2 separate regions of the Astyanax mexicanus genome follow, and region 2 is linked to region 1. A link is a contact called in public Hi-C data. All regions are on one chromosome and are shown on one strand. The core of a region is the stretch at or near the end of the contact, and the rest is flanking DNA. Distances in the headings are between cores, read along the strand shown. Region 1 holds the start of zfp36l1a (zinc finger protein 36, C3H type-like 1a). Region 2 has its middle 52 kb from the start of LOC111193212.

Region 1 (3,645 bases), core at 1,016-3,515:
CTGAGTATGTTATTATTATAGTTCAGCATTTTGTTGTTCTGAAAAGTAAACAGAAACATTGAAAGGTTGATGAGAACACAGTTGACCTCAGGCTAATCATTGCCACATGCAAATCTGAACAAACGCTTGTACTGAAGCATTAGGTAAGGCATAAACAACATAGTAAATCAGACTCAGATATGAATCTTTCCTGCATACAACTTTCGGCTGGCTTTATTTCAAACCAATGAGGAAATACAGGCCTATAGAACAGCTGGTTTGGCAAGTTGCCCACCAGAGGAATGCATGGCTGCTTGAGTATGAGGTGGCAGGGTGATGAATGAGAACAACAGACTGCTGGGGCAAGACAGATACAATACAGATTGTGTGTTGCCCCAGTAAAGTTCAATATCAACTTATTCATATCATAGCCATATATCCAACTCAGAGGGCAAAGTCTTTCTACTTTTTTTCTAATGTCGTAAATAAAACTCTGCTCTTTATCAGTTATACTTACAGAAATAAATACATTAAGTGTTGTTCAAAACAACAACAACAGAATTAATAAACTTTGACTTAAGGCAAAAACATGCTATTAAAGTATTATCCAGGCTTAACGAACAATGTCTGCTGCCCAGCCAACAGTCCACTTTGATAGCTACAAAACCAGACATACAAAACTGTTGGGAGTGGAATTTAGAAAAACTTCTCTTTAAGGAGTTTAGGGGTTAAATAGTCTGTCTAGGCATGGATGTGGAATTAACTACTGACTCTTTGCCAGCTAAAGCTAGCTAGCGAACCAATAACCTGTAAAACATTAAGTTAAGGACCTTACTAGCCAGGTCTTACTAAAAACATTAGCTAGAGAGGGACCAGAAAAGTGATTTCCAAGTGCAGAAAGTAACTTTAAACTCGTGCCTTGATTAAGTCCTATTTTCTCGACGCTTCAAGACATTTCTGCCTACTAAAATGTTTAGGGTAAGTTAAGATACATTAATTCGAAGTCCTATTTTAGATGTAGTTAAAATGTAATTTAAGACAGTGTTTATAGTTAGTTAACGTTAGCTATGTGAGCTAGCTAGCGTTAGCCAGTGTTCTGTCTGTCTGTGACACAGTGTCAAAACGTGCTAGGTTAGCCAACTACCACAGTGTGTAACATATACGTTATATTTAGATAAAGCTGCCTAATTAACGTTAACTAGGGAAGTTATCTTGCTAGTTAGCTTACAAGGTTTTTAGTACCATATTAGCTAGATAACTACAACGTGTAGCAAGATAATTAGGTTAACAGGTAACAGTTAACTTAAATCACTAAATCACTATATAATGGTAACGTTAAATATAAATTAACCTAACTAGCTAACTTAGTTGGTTAGCTAACTTAATGTAAATTTAGATTATTTTGTCTTTTTTGTTGTTTTACATCAAGCAAATGATAACAGTAAGTTAAGATTGTAGCTATAAACTCATTTCAAGAAGACGGATTCAAACGTATCCTAAAAACACACATAAAAACGTTTTTAGCGTCTTTTACATTAAAAAAATTGGGTCAGCGCATGCGCAATGCTGGAAAGCAGCACATATCAGTGGGTAGCACCACTCGGCAGAACACCGGTAACTTATTTTTAAACGCCTTTAAAACAACTTTTCAACTGTCGATTTTAAAATGTCGCGAGCGAACACGTGAACTTAACGAGCCCGGGCAGCGCGAGCGAGACTGAGCTGGTGCAGCTGGGCCCAACAAATCTCGGTCTGCACGCAGCTGCCCAGCTCCAGCTCAGGCTAAAAAACGCCCATTAAACTACCTGTTAACACCGCGCAAACTCCCCAACCACATCAACAACCGAGCTCAGACGTAGTTAAATAGCAGAAAATGTACTTTCACCCCCATTTTTGCTCCTAGATCGCGCCTGCATGGCGCCAAAACAGCCCAGCGCTTTGCTTAGCTAGTTAACCAGCGTTTACATTCCTCCGCAGCAACTTCACTACAGCTAATGTTAACTGTGCTACAGCTAGCGCGCGCGCTCCCCAGCTCACTCCACCACAGCGAAAACAAAACTTTTCCGTACCTTGTTGTTGTTAATGACTTCGCTGAAGTCGAAAAGAGGCGGCACTACAGCCGTGGTCATCTTCGCAGAGAGGAAAATAACAAAGAAAGGCGCGAAAGTACTACGTTTCGGCGATGCAGTACAAAACGGGTTCTTGTCTCGTGAACTTTTTTTTTTTCCTTTTTTTTGTGCCCTCACAGAGAACCCCCTCTACCCTGCCTGCGCGCCGTGCATTTCCCTTATAAAAGCGCGCAGGAGGAGCTACGGGGGCGTCGAGGGCTTTAGGGCGTTTCTTTCTGCCTTTTTTTCTTGTGAATCAAGTTTTTCCTCCCTCCCTCTTTTAACTCAGAGCTCGCAGCGCGCAGGGATTCAATCAGAGGAGCCCGAGAGCATGCATGCAACAGCTTGAAGAAGAAAAGTGTGAGGAGCAAGTGCTGCTCTGAGACTTGCTCTGAAAGTCTGAGAGAGTTCATATACACGCAACATGCAACAGCCTTCTAAATAATCACTAGCTAGTAAGGTTAATAAATCCAGACAAATAACGTTATACAGACCTTTTTATTTTGTGAAAGCTAGAAAGTTTTTTATTCAAATTAAACTCAAAATATACTCACATACACATATTTAACATAGGTCTATATAACACTACTAAACAATGTGTTAAAACATTGCTACCAATATAATACAAAATGTGTTAAATTCTGTTGTTTCAAAGCATCTATCTGGATAAAAGTGAATCAGAACACACTTTCCAGAAAATTATTTAAAGAACTGATTAATACGAATAGAATTGAATTTATGTTTAATTTTATGCTTTGTTGTTGCTTTTGAAAAATACAAACTGAATAAGATAAATCCTAAAATCCTTGAACTGCCTTCTTGCAAACAAAACACATATTTAGTAATTACAGCATGAACACAAGAGGGATGAAACCATGATATTGTGGTGTACTAAAAATGGTAATGCTTCAAATGTGGATGTGATTTCTACCAGAATTTCTTTTCTGTTTACATCCTCTCTTGTTTGCAATATTTACAGTTTGCTTACATCATATTTCTACTCTTGGATCGAACTATTATATTTATATTTATCTGAATATATATTTTCACTTCTTAACCTATACATTCCCTGTAATGCCTCAGCGATAATGTCCATTATGTAGTCAGAGCTTAAATAAAGGTTGATTATTTGATGAAAAGTTGGACAGTTGGGTTGTTTTCTAGTCAACTACAGTTGTCTCTTTGATATTTTGATGTCCATCTTTGGGTGTAAAAATATTACAGTCCCACCTTACTGGACCAACATTTCACTGCAGGGTTTCATACATTATTGTAACAGTAGTTTATTGTAAAGAAAAAAAAAGTACTCTACTGTGATACTTTTGTGAGTTTGTCCTGGTTAATTAATAATATAAGATCTTAAGAAACATAAGAAAAAGAGTTTTCTATTATTAATAGGTTACTATTATTCCAGTGTAGTCCCAAAACATTTTCTCCATGCTCATAAATAGGGAATCAATATCTCATTCAAATTTGAAAACTCCAGTTCAGTTTTTTTAGGTGGCCGATTTCAGCAGTGGAAAGTTATTCAAATAATTACACTTGGGCTGAGGGGACT
Region 2 (3,930 bases), core at 214-2,713, 110 kb before region 1:
TCATAATTAGGACTTCCCAAACAGCACGGTTCAGTTCTTTCTGTAATAATCATTATGAAATAAAAGTGCCAGTTGGTGTCCTTTCCAGCAGTTCATTAGTGTGCTGCTAATCGTCCAACGCCACCCATGCCAAACGGCCTTTTGGGTGGAGTGCAGCATGTAGCTAGATTTACTGTAGTGGGTCATGTTCCTGATAGGAATGGGTCAGCAAAATATAAAGTAACATAGTTAACCATGGATGAAAGTTCTCCAGTAATCAACAATGTTGTTATGTTTTGATGTTATAATTAAACAATAGATGACGAGAAGGAGTGTGTTATCGTAAATAACGTCACGGCTGTGATTTGGTCGTAGGCATGAGCCGAAGGCGTATACGAGCATTTTTTTTTAACAAAATGAATAAAGAAAATTTAATACAGACTGTGCCTTTCGCCAAAAAGTAGTTCCACAACAAGTGAACTGTAACAGAACTATAACTACAAAATGGCGTATGGTTTATATGTTAGCTTGAAATCAATACTGCTGATTAAGGGAGTTAGTAAATGTTAGATCAGTGAAAGAAAAGGTGAAAATCTCCTCTCCTGCTTATTGGAGTCATCTTTATGTGAAAGCTGCGCGTTTGCGAGTATTTCTGCCTGTTTTAATGGGTGTTGTTGGTTAGCTAGCTGTGCCTGCAGGACTGTGGTTAGGTTAGCGTAGCTTTCTTTAGCTCAGCATTAGCTTAGCTTAGCTTAGCCTGGCTGGTTACCATTCTGGCTGTGAGACTTTTTACTACAAAAGACGAGCTAGCGCTGCGGGCTGCGGGAGAGCGTGCCTTGGCTGGGCGCTAGCCTGTGCTAAGCTAATGCTGCCTCTGCTGCTTGTGCTCGTGGAGGAGATGATACAAAAAGGACTTGGTTATCACAAATATTAGCACGGTTAGAACACTTCTCAACTAATCAGATTGTGAGGTCGGAACTAACTGTTGTTTAATGCTCTATAATAGGTTCATATTTACTTTAATGTAAAAAAATAGCATTTTTTTTCTCTTTCTAAGTATCCATGTGTATACATTGAGAAAAAGTCCATATGTGACTCTGCATATTGCTTTGTTTCAATGGTAGATTACGAGAATTTAGGAAGTGAAAGCTAGACGGCTTGTAATGACCATTTTCTGCAGGTGTGTGGTCGCCTTTTTATTTATTTATTTATTTTTTTAATTCGCTGAGGTTGTGCAGTTTTTTAGGTGCATGACTGACTGTGTATCCATGTATGTATGTGTGTGTGTGTGTGTGTGTGTGTGTGTGCACGTGGATCCAGGCGTGGATGTGTGGGTGGCTTGTCTGGATGAAGATGGAAGCTGATCGTTCCAGAGGGGAGCTGCAATCATTCCCCTGATATGGCGAAAAGTGCAGTGCTGCAGAAATGCACTCCAGCCCAGAGAGAGTGAGCAGCAAGGCTTCCACGACTATCAGGTTCTCCTGCACGCCTGTGGCTTTGGCCCATCAAAGTGGTGATGGTGGGAGACAGAGAGAACCGAGGAATATGTGTGATTAGTTCTGAAGTGGGCAAAGCGGTGCTCAGCGGTGTGCTGGAGTTTATAGATGAATAGCTCTGCCAACACACGAGAGAAAAATCCAGATTTAGAGGAAAAAACACAGTTCCTCCTAAATTATCTCTCTTGGACCTTGTGAATCTCTGTCTGTCTGTAAAAAGTTGGCCCCATAAACTGCAAGGATATACAGTTGCATGCAACAGTTTTGGTCTTTAAGCCATAAAGTTCAAGATGAGGCATTTCTGTAAAACATATTTTTTTTAAATTTTATAATGAGGAAAAGTGCCTGAAGCAAATATTTGGCCTAACTCCATATTCAATACATATCTTCGCTGTCCAATAATAAACAAGTATCTTCAAAACAGCAACTTTACAGGAGACAGAAAAAATCTTCTAAACTTTCAATAGAAGTCAATGTAAAAAGAGTTTATTTCAGCTAATTTTATTTATCCGTTCTATTGGTTCGTTCATTAAGAACTTTTGCCACAGTGTAAGTGACAGTTTATATAGTAAACTAAAAATGGATATACTTCTTTTTCATTGGACAGCGACGATACGAACTCCTTCTTTGGCGAGTGCCATCAAAACACTTGTATTCAGTTTTTGTTTGAGGCTTTTAAACCAATCTTCCTTGCAAAAAGCTTCTACTTCTATGAGAAATTCTGGACATTCATTCATAGACTTTCAAAATCTATTCTCATTCCCAATGATGTTTGTAGACATTTATAGACTAAAGATAATCTTTAGAACACAGTTACAGACTAAAGATAAACTTATGAACACAATTACAGACCATGGAGAAACGTAAGAGCACAGTTACAGACTAAAGATAACCTTAAGATTCTCTGTAGTCTGTAACTGTGTTCTTAAGATTATCTTTAGTCTGTAAATGTGTTCTTAAGTACACAGTTACAGACTAAAGATAATCTTTAGAACACAGTTACAGACTAAAGATAAACTTATGAACACAATTACAGACCATGGAGAAACGTAAGAGCACAGTTACAGACTAAAGATAACCTTAAGATTCTCTGTAGTCTGTAACTGTGTTCTTAAGATTATCTTTAGTCTGTAAATGTGTTCTTAAGTACACATTTACAGACTAAAGATAATCGTTAGTACACAGTTACAGACTACAGAGAATCTTTAGAACACAGGTACAGACTAAAAAGAATCTTAATTACATAGTTGCAAACTAAAAAGAATCTTTCGAACAAAGTTACAGACTAAAAATAATCTTCAGAACATAGTTACAAACTGAAGAGGATCATAAGAACACAGTTACCGACTAAAGAGACTCTTTAGAACAGTTACAGACTAAAGATAATCTTTAGCACACAGTTACTGACTAAAGAGAATTAAAAATACCCTGCTACAGGCAGAACTAAAGACTAAACAGACTGAATAAGAATCTTAAGAACACAGTTGCAGACTAACAAGAATATTAAGTACACAGTTACAGACTAAATATAGTTTTAAGAACACAGTTACAGACTAAAGAGAATCTTAAGAACACAGTTACAGACTAAATATAATTTTAAGAACACAGTTACAGACTAAATATAATTTTAAGAACACAGTTACAGACTAAAGAGAATCTTAAGAACACAGTTAGAGACTAAATATAATTTTAAGAACACAGTTACAGACTAAAGCTAATCTTTAGAACACAGTTACAGACTAAATATAATTTTAAGAACACAGTTACAGACTAAAGAGAATCTTAAGAACACAGTTACAGACTAAAGAGAATCTTAAGCACACAGTTACAGAATAAAGAGAATCTTAAGCACACAGTTACAGAATAAAGAGAATCTTAAGACCACAGTTGCAGACTAAAGAGAATCTTAAGACCACAGTCACAGACTAAAGAGAATCTTAAGCACACAGTTACAGACTAAAGAGAATCTTAAGACCACAGTTGCAGACTAAAGAGAATCTTAAGACCACAGTCACAGACTAAAGAGAATTTTAAGAACACAGCTACAGACTAAAGAGAATCTTAAGACCACAGTTGCAGACTAAAGAGAATCTTAAGACCACAGTTACAGACTACAGAGAATCTTAAGCACACAGTTACAGACTAAAGAGAATCTTAAGAACACAGTTACAGACTAAAGAGAATCTTAAGAACACAGCTACAGACTAAAGAGAATCTTAAGAACACAGTTACAGACTAAAGAGAATCTTAAGAACACAGTTACAGACTACAGAGAATCTTAAGCACACAGTTACAGACTAAAGAGAATCTTAAGAACACAGTTACATACTAAAGAGGATCTTAAGAACACAGTTACAGACTAAAGAGAATCTTAAGACCACAGTTACAGACTAAAGAGAATCTTAATCACACAGTTACAGAATAAAAAGGGAATCTTAAGAACACAGTTACAGAC

What was found. Hi-C and Micro-C count contacts between places; a contact is called where the count stands out from the background.
Region 2: a contact with region 1 is called in a Hi-C map of muscle, with 4 times the contacts expected there. The contact joins the enhancer-like site here to the promoter of zfp36l1a in region 1. A contact is called at or near these places in 2 of 3 Hi-C or Micro-C datasets (both in muscle).

What each region holds. Positions count from the first base shown.
Region 1 is chr14:24,130,525-24,134,169 of AstMex3_surface, reverse strand. It overlaps zfp36l1a (zinc finger protein 36, C3H type-like 1a), which reads right to left and starts at 2,265. Exons shown (of 2, transcript XM_007252558.4): 1 at 2,049-2,265; 2 at 1-38. The coding sequence starts at 2,108.
Region 2 is chr14:24,235,159-24,239,088 of AstMex3_surface, reverse strand. No RefSeq gene overlaps it. Among protein-coding and RNA genes, the nearest start is that of LOC111193212, 52 kb to the left of the region's middle. Within about 2 kb of position 1,463, the one cell type or tissue checked has an H3K27ac peak away from gene starts, as active enhancers do.